Linked DNA regions of Delphinus delphis: region 1 is linked to region 2. Evidence: chromatin contacts called from public Hi-C data. All regions are on one chromosome and are shown on one strand. The core of a region is the stretch at or near the end of the contact, and the rest is flanking DNA. Distances in the headings are between cores, read along the strand shown. Region 1 holds the start of DESI2 (desumoylating isopeptidase 2). Region 2 holds the start of ADSS2 (adenylosuccinate synthase 2).

Region 1 (4,132 bases), core at 292-2,791, 280 kb before region 2:
CACAGCTATCCACAAAACGTTTTACTCTAGAGAATTATTTACTCTAGAGAATTATTACTCTAGAGAATTACAGTCTTCTCTGTAACTTTTTCTATCATGTGCCACTTTTCTCTGTATGTTAACCCATCTCCTTTCACCTCCCAAGTTTATATGTGAACTCAACAGAGATCTGATCTCAAATCTCAAGCAGTTCTTATGGCCTTCTCACATAATTCCCAGATTGTGGCATGGGAATCCCTTTCTACCCAAGATGTTACACTGTAAATTTAAAAACTTAAAAACAATACAAGGGAGCAAAAATGTTAGATCTGTGAATGAGAACCGAGACTCCTGACCTCCAGTATTTTTGCTCTTCTGCATCTTTAAGACAACAAAAATAATGTTGGGGACTTTTTCATTTGTCAATCCACTTAACAAGAAATTTTAAACATCGCAGGTAGAAGGGAATCCCTTATAAAACAAAAACTTATCAACCGAAAGCAAACAAACCCAAACACGCATCTAACTGCAACAATAACTGTGTACTGGGTATTTCAATGGCAATTATAACGCAAACCAATCCTTGGACTCAATTCTGTGTGCTCACAGTACTCCAAAGTTAGATGACAACAAACAAGTTCTTCGAGTCCCTCTCTTGTGGTCACGTCACATACCTGTTGCATCACCCGGAAAGTGGTCTCCAAAATCCAGGAAAGGAGCACCACCATGATCCCTAAATAATTCTGCTGGGCTATTTTCTGGATAAATTTTAGCCTCATTCATTTTAATGAGGTTGCCTTGGAGGCAAGGGTGTCTTGGCTCCTGTTCACCTTTAAAGAGACTCTAACACAGGCATCACAAGCGGTGACTTTGTGGACTTACAAGAGCTTGGGAGTTTCTGAAGTCTTGGGCTGGTCTGGCAGAGTAGGCAGTCGGCGTGGGAGAAGCGGGGCTGCCCCGGAGTCCGTGTGGAGTGGGAAGTCCGGCCCGCGACCCAAGCTTCGCGGAAGGGACAAGAGGTTCGGGCCCAGCCCAGGGTCCGGGCCAAGTCGGGGCACGCGAGAGGTTCAAGACGAACCGAGTCTTGGCCAAAGCCCCGGGGCAGACTGGGCAACGCTAACAAGCGCGTCGACGTTTACAAGGATTAAAAAATAATACTCCCCTCCCCCCACACCAGAGAACCAAGCGGGAGGCAGCGACGCGAGGCAGGAAGCGCGTGGGGCCGGGTCCGAGCCGACCGGCGAGAGGGTGCGGGCCTGGGCCGGGCTCCCGCCGCTGGCGCCGTACTCACCATGTCGTACACGTTGAGCACCACTAACTGGTTAGCCCCCATCCTCCTCCCGGCGGCCGCCGCCTCGCCCTCCAGCTGCTTCGTCTCCGCGGGGCCGAGGCCGCTCTCACCGCCCCCCGGACGCCTCAGGGGGCCGGAGCCGGGCACTAAGCGCACAGCGCGGCCCGCGGCAGCCGGGGCGGGAACATCGGGAAGCGACTCGTTCCCGGGCGCCGCCAACTACACCCTCTGCGCCGACCGGGCCGGACCGCAGGCGGCCCGCTCCGGCTCAGGCGCCTCCCCCGGCAGCAGACACGTGGGGGAAGGCGGGGCCCAAGCGAGGGGCGGGCGCCAGGCCCCCGGGGGCGGGGCCGGCCGGCCGGCGCCTGGGCTGAGCCCGCCTGCGCTCTAGCCTCCACTGCCGCACTCGGACCTAAGATGGCGCAGCCTCGGTGCCTCTCGGCCCGGGAGGAGCGGGTTCCCAGAAAGACTACAGTTCCCAGCATGCAATGAGGAAGCGCAGAGGCGGAGTCTCAACTGCGGTCCTTCCACGCGGCGGGTTGCCAGCCGTCGACTACAGTTCCCAGCATGCTGCGGGGGCCCGGTGCGTCGAGCCAGGCCTCCCCGGGAGAATACAGCTCCCAGCATGCAGTGCTTGCGGTCAGCGCCCCAGCACTTGTAGTCCGCTCTTGCGGCTGGTGAGGTCTTCTAACTCTTCTACCTTACCTCTCCGCTGCTGCTGCGGTTAGTTTCTGTCACGTTTAACTCGATGAAGCCTTCGGAATGTGGCAGAAGACCATATTGATGACGCCGTTTTCCAAATCTCTCCTCATTATTATTATTATTTATTTTTGCAAGGGGAGGGGTGGGGAAATAGGGGAAGGCGGGTTACTGGTGGGGGAACCGGTGTAATATGCATCCAGTTAATCCTCAGTGTGGAATTTTACATTTACGAAAGTATCCTGCTGAGATGGGAAGAGAGTACAGTACTCATAGATTAGCACAACCGTGGGACGCAGTATGTGCTTTTGTATTCGTTCAAAAATTATTTATGTGCCTGCCCTTTGCCAGGCCGTGATGTAGGCCCTGGGGAATATAGAAATGAACAGGAGGGAGGACAAACAAAATATCGGTGATATGTGCTTTGTAGAGAGTTAAAATAGGATGAAGTGATTGAGAGTAAGCTTAGATTGGCTGCAGTGCGAAGGTCTAGGTGTAAGCTCAGATCCGAATGACGAAAAGCCAGCCCTGCAAAGTTAATTGACTCAACCAGTTAAGAAGCTATTCCACAAGTGCACGCCAAAAGGTGGCTTGGATATTGGGGGTAGTGGGTAACACTGAATAAATTAATTTGGACTATTTTGGAAGTAGACTCTACAGCAGGGGTTTCGCCCGCCCCGCCCCCCCAACACACACACAGCAGGAGGTGAGCAGCAAGCGAGGGAAGCTTCATCTGCTGCTCTCCATCGCTGGCATCTGCCGCTCCCCATCGCTGGCATCTGCCGCTCTCCATCGCTGGCATTACCGCCTCAACCATTTCCCCCCGACCCCCTTGAAAAATTATCTTCCACGAAACTGGTCCCTGGTGCCAGAAAGGTTGGGAACTGCTGCTCTACAGGACTTGCTAATGAATTGGATATTGAGTTTGTTAGGGAGAGAACACTCAAGGCTAATTTCTAGATTTTTGACTTCAGAAATTGTGTGGATGGTGGTGCCATTCATAAGATGTGAACATTGTGAAGAACAGGTTGGGAAGAGGGAAATCAAGAGTTTTGGTTTGGTCTTTTAAGTTGCAGATACCATTGAGACATCCATGATGTCAAGTAGGCATTTGGAAAAAGTGGAGACATGGCCATGATAAATGGACTCTAAAGCCTTAGGACTTACTGGATGACAGGAAAATGTGTAGCTTAGAAAAGGTAAAGGGGTCAAAGACAAAGATCTAGCCCCCATCATGTAGAGGAGGAAGAGGAATCACAGAGGCAGGAGGAGTACATGGTAGCACAGAAGCTGTTAAGTATTAGATTCAGCAGTATGGAGGTCACTGGTAGCATTGACATGAGCAGTGTCAGGGGAGGAGTGGGATCCAGAGAACATTTGGAATGGTTTGAGGGGTGAGTGTAAAGTGAAGAAATGGAGACTGTAGGCAACTTGGGGCAATGGTGGAATAAGGCTGTGTGGTCAATGGAGGACATTTTAAAGACGAGAGATACTAAAGTATACTTGTATGTAAAAAGAGAAATTGATGATGTAGGAGAGAGAGGGGATTTCCATGGGCAAGGTAAGAAGGGGAAGAGATCCAGTGCATAAGTGAGGGTTTGGCCTTTAGTAGGAGGGATGCTTTATCTGTAGTGACAGCATATAAGGTAGATGCAAGTGCATAGTGATGGTATGGAAAGTGTAGAAGACAAATGAGGGCAGTTCTTCTCTGATTTGTTTTGATCTTCTCAATGAGTAAGAGGCAAGATCACTGGAAAGTTGGGGAGGGGTGAGGTGTAGGGAATTTGAAGACAGAGGAGAAGGTGTAAAATAGAGAAGACAAATATACCAGGGAAATAGGGTTGAATTGCCAGGCAGTGTTGAGTGACAGTAAATGCTGCGTGCATGATTGTTCTTTGACTTATCCTCAGGTTGTGGACAAAGTTCTAAAATTCATTTTTGGTGTACCCAGCTGCTTTGCTTCCCTCCCCCCGCCGCCATGGCCTTCCTTTCCTCCTAACCCAACTGAACAAACTACAGGTGTGGGGAAAGGCAGGCACTCTCCATTAACACGTCATAACACCTCCTACTGAGGGCTCAAGCTACTGGTTCATTTCACCTCTTACTCTAAACACTCCCTTTGCTCTTTGTGATCTCAGCTACTCTGTCAGCTGTAAGGATCAC
Region 2 (4,467 bases), core at 645-3,144:
CTAGAGCAGTGGTCCCCAACCTTTTTGGCACCAGGGACTGGTTTTGTGGAAGACAATTTTTTTCTCATGGACCAGGGTTGGGTGGGGAGGATGCTTCAGGCGGTAACGTGAGCAATGGGGAGCGGCAGATGAAGTTTCGCAGGCTCCCCTGCCGCTCACCTCCCACTGTGCAGCCTGGGGGGGGTTGGGGACCCCTGTTCTAGAGTATTTGTTAGGGTCTTTTCCAGGAATCTCCTTGAAGACGAAGCATGTTTATAGGAATATTCTTGTAAAGCATCAGAGTAAAACAGTAACTCTCTGTGAATGACAAAAGACTTAAATGTCTGTTATTAAAGATCCAATAAGAGTCCATTATTATGGAATTGACATGGGAATTTGGTAAGTTCTATGACACACATTTTAAGATAATAACTAGAATTATGAATGATAATACACCAGAACATATCAAGATTTCTAGGAATGTCATAATTTCTGAAACATTTATGACATATACAGATGCAATGTAAAGAAGGCTTAGTATTATTTATTTGACAATGCTTCCCATGTAATTTCCCAAATAAGCCTAATTAGTTTAATATCTCCTTTTTAATAAAGAGAGAGAACAGATCCTTCAAGATGCTCCAGAGGCCCTCCAAAAAAATCCCAAAGTTAGTTTAAGGTCAAAAAGACTTCATTTATAGTTTGATTCTTGGGAAGTTTTTAAAAAATATCAAAAATTTTGGACATGACTAAATTGGATCACAGATCATTATAAAATAATATTTATTCATTTAACTAAAGTGGCAAAAAGATTTCAAAGGTTAGAGCATTGTTGCTGGGGCAGGGAGGAATCTGCCTTCTTTTTTTTAAAAGTAGGAGATAAAATTCCTGTGTGAAAAATGTCTTCCCTTATCCCAGAAGAAGAGTAATATTCTTATCTTCCTTGTTCCTCTGGTTATGCAATCTGCTAGGAATGGTACCTGCACGACAGCTACCCCGTTGGGGCTTCCTGACTCCACTTAAAATGAGCCTAATTTATTTTCACAGTATACTTGGGAATCTAGCGACAACTGAAACACTAAACACTACAGAAAGGACCTGGGCTCTGGACTCAGACCATCTAGGTACCAATTCATCCCTCACTGGAGGAAGTTCACTAACTTTTAAACCCTGTAAAATAAGGATAAGATAGTATTACCTACCTCATATGGTTGTGGGAATTAAAAGTGTATTATAGTATTTGGCATATATTGTATGACATGGGCAATTCATTCCTTCTCTCTGAACTTCTGTTACTAATATGTAAAATGAGAAGGTATAGGACTCTACGTGTTCTCTACATTTTCAGGCCTAATGTCCTCTACATTACTGCTTTACTTTCGAGTTTGCCTGTTACCATCTCTGTTCTTACTTCCAGAGCTTTACTTTCCAAATTATAAATCTATAGTACGTTTCAATTTCATCCCATTTGTATTTTGAAATTGCACCCTTTGTATTTTGTACACACTGTCTCATCCCTTAATAAAAACAAATTAAAAATTATTTAAATATGAACATTTTCAGAGACTGAAACGTGCAGATGGCAGACACCAAATCTCTGGTATACGTCGCTTCCGCCAGAGCGCTGCCGGGAGTTGTAGTCTGACGCACAGGCACACACCTCCCCGCCTCTCCAGTTTGAAAAGCGGGAGGACGGGCGGGTGGGCGGGGCGTTGAGGCTGAAGCGCGCTCGAAGCCCCGCCCCCGCCCCTTTCCGCTCGCCCGGTTCGCCCTGGAGGGGCGCGCCCGGCCGTGGAAGGGGCGTGGTCTTTCCCTGAGGGGCGGTGCTGCCGAGGCCGGCGTCCTCCGGGAGGTCGTGATTCCCCCCGCGCCGAGGGCGGCGGGAGCGCTGGGCGGGCCTGGCGGGAGGGTGGCGACCCGACAGGCGGCGGGGCGGGGGCGGGTTGGCTCTGGCTCCTTCTTCCTCCGCATGTGGCTGGCGGCCGCAGAGCAGTTCAGTTCGCGCACTCCTGCCCGCCCGCGTCCCCTTCGGGCTCTCCTCGCGTCTCTGGAGCCATGGCGTTCGCAGAGACCAACCCGGCGGCATCCTCCTTGCCCAACGGCGACTGCGGCCGCCCCAGGGCGCGGCCCGGAGGGAACCGGGTGACGGTGGTGCTCGGCGCGCAGTGGGGCGACGAAGGCAAGGGGAAGGTGGTGGATCTGCTGGCGCAGGACGCAGACATCGTGTGCCGCTGCCAGGTGAGGCGGCCGGGCTCTGATGGGAAGCCGGCCCCTGAGCTCGGGCCCAGAACTCGCATTCACCGTCCAAAATAAGGTGTCACCTTGAGGTTCTTTCCTTTTATTATGAGCTGCGGCGACGTGGAGAAATGGCGGGAGGTCGGAGACCCCTGCCCTGGGGCCTTGGGCTGAGGGCTCGGGGTGGCTCAGGAGGAAGATGCGGCTTGACGGGGAGCCTTTGAGATGCGCGATGCCTGGGGAGTTGCAGTTCTCGGTCTGGGGACAAGTGCTCAAACCCAGGACTGAGGCCGGGGTGGAGGTGGGTTACTGTTCGAATTTGAGGAGCTACCGCCCGAGGCCTGCTGGCGACTCCGGGCGGAGACCCTACGGGGCCGCAAAACCTTCCCCATCATCACCCATCCGCTCAGGGAGACCAAGTGGGCCGAAACGCCCTGAAATCCAGACTCACCACTTCCCCACCTGCAGGCCCCGAGCTTGCAGAGCTTTGCCACCTCCGGGCCACTTTGTTGACATGAGAACCCACCTCCGGGGCTTAGGGCTGTTTGATGACTGTTTAGTGTCCCCGGTTTTTTTACTCGGTACCCGGTATACTAAGGGGAGATTAATTTTACATGTTGGTCCCAGAGGTGGGAATCCCACCCAGCTCTTTTACGATTGAGGCAAGTGAAATACACGAGTGTCAAATCTAGTATTTAGAAATATTTACAGTGTTACGCTCACATCTAGAGTGAACTTTCGGGAAATGGAATGGTAAGGTACTTCCTACCGGGAGACACGTGGTTTTCACTGTAAGCTTTCTTCCTATTTGTCGTTTGCTTTGAAGCAGCCTAGAGGCTAGGCCTTTGTAAAGGCTCTTAGATAACTGTTACCAATTTTAAAATTCGAGATAGTTGAGCAATAACTACTTTCAAAACGAATGGTAGTGTAATATCTGAAGTTAACCACTGCCTGTTTAGGTTGCAAGAATGTTTCTTCTTCATGAACTTACCTGGCACAATATGATGATGCTGTGTACATTCTAACAAGTTCATAGGCCCACTTGATTGGAAGTTTTCTACCTAAAATTGAGTACCATTTGAGCATGCAGAAAAGGTAATCGTAGGCACATCAAAAGTTAAATAAAAATCTTGTTTTTTGCGTGCAAAAATCCATCCTGCCCGTTCCTTGGTTAAGACAGCTGTTGCACCAGTTGCCTCTTAGTATTACCACTAGCACCACCACCAGCACCTCCCTTCCAGCCTTCTATTCCTCCACCCCTCTGGCAACACGCATACCTTACTTAATAACACCCCTAAAGGGGTTGCCTCACACTGCCTTAGGAGCTGCTCCAGAAGGCTGGCCTTCACCTTCCTTTTGTCTTAAAATCAGATCTGGCTGTGCTGTGGGGAAAGAAGTATGAAAATATACCTAACTCTTTCTGGGTAGGAGGGGAGAGAGGCTGAGACCTGTTTATTTACTTCACTGTCATTTCTGACATCTTCCTTACACAGAAATAGTAGTGCTCGGGATCAGCTACATTATGGCTTGTAAGAAGGTTTTGGGAATGTGACCATTTTGCCTTTATTCTGGAAGATCCTCAGTTTTAACATCCCTTTGAAACGTAGTAGAATTAGTTTGTTGATTGGAGAAGGTGCTACTGTGTTACTGTAAAAAGTAATCTTGAAGGAGGTCATGGACCAATCTGATCTGATGCCCTTGGAAAGTCTAGAGAGAAGTGACGGAGAAGGAGCCAAGTTTGGCTTTAAAATGTTAGCTGAGGGCTTCCCTGGTGGCGCAGTAGTTGAGTGTCCGTCTGCCGATGCAGGGGACACGGGTTCGTGCCCCGGTCTGGGAAGATCCCACATGCCGCGGAGCGGCTGGGCCCGTGAGCCATGGCCGCTGAGCCTGCGTGTCCGGAGCCTGTGCTCCGCAACGGGAGAGACCGCAACAGTGAGAGGCCCGCGCGCCGCAAAACAAACAAACAAACAAACAAACAAAATGTTAGCTGAAGTTAGAGAAGAAACATATGAGCAGACTTGTTAGGCAGACTTTACTCACCGGGAAAGTTTTGACTTACTACCTTCCTTATATAATTTAAAAAGTGTTGTATTCTTCTAGTGCCTTTTAAGAGCTCATCATTAGAAGGATTCTTACGTCTTGTTAGTGCAGGCAGATAAGTAATGAATAGACTTAAGAATATCCCTTGTGATTCACCTTGGTAACTTTATATCATCTGGTCAGTCCTAGTAAGCTGACATCTACTTAGTGAAG

Evidence for each region. Hi-C and Micro-C count contacts between places; a contact is called where the count stands out from the background.
Region 1: a Hi-C map of lung shows a contact between it and region 2, with 6 times the contacts expected there. The contact joins the promoter of DESI2 here to the promoter of ADSS2 in region 2. A contact is called at or near these places in 2 of 3 Hi-C or Micro-C datasets (lung and muscle).

The regions. Positions count from the first base shown.
Region 1 is chr1:158,163,215-158,167,346 of mDelDel1.2, reverse strand. It overlaps DESI2 (desumoylating isopeptidase 2), which reads right to left and starts at 1,541. Exons shown (of 4, transcript XM_059997009.1): 1 at 1,271-1,541. The coding sequence starts at 1,312.
Region 2 is chr1:157,878,676-157,883,142 of mDelDel1.2, reverse strand. ADSS2 (adenylosuccinate synthase 2) reads left to right here and starts at 1,894. Exons shown (of 13, transcript XM_059996988.1): 1 at 1,894-2,217. The coding sequence starts at 2,035.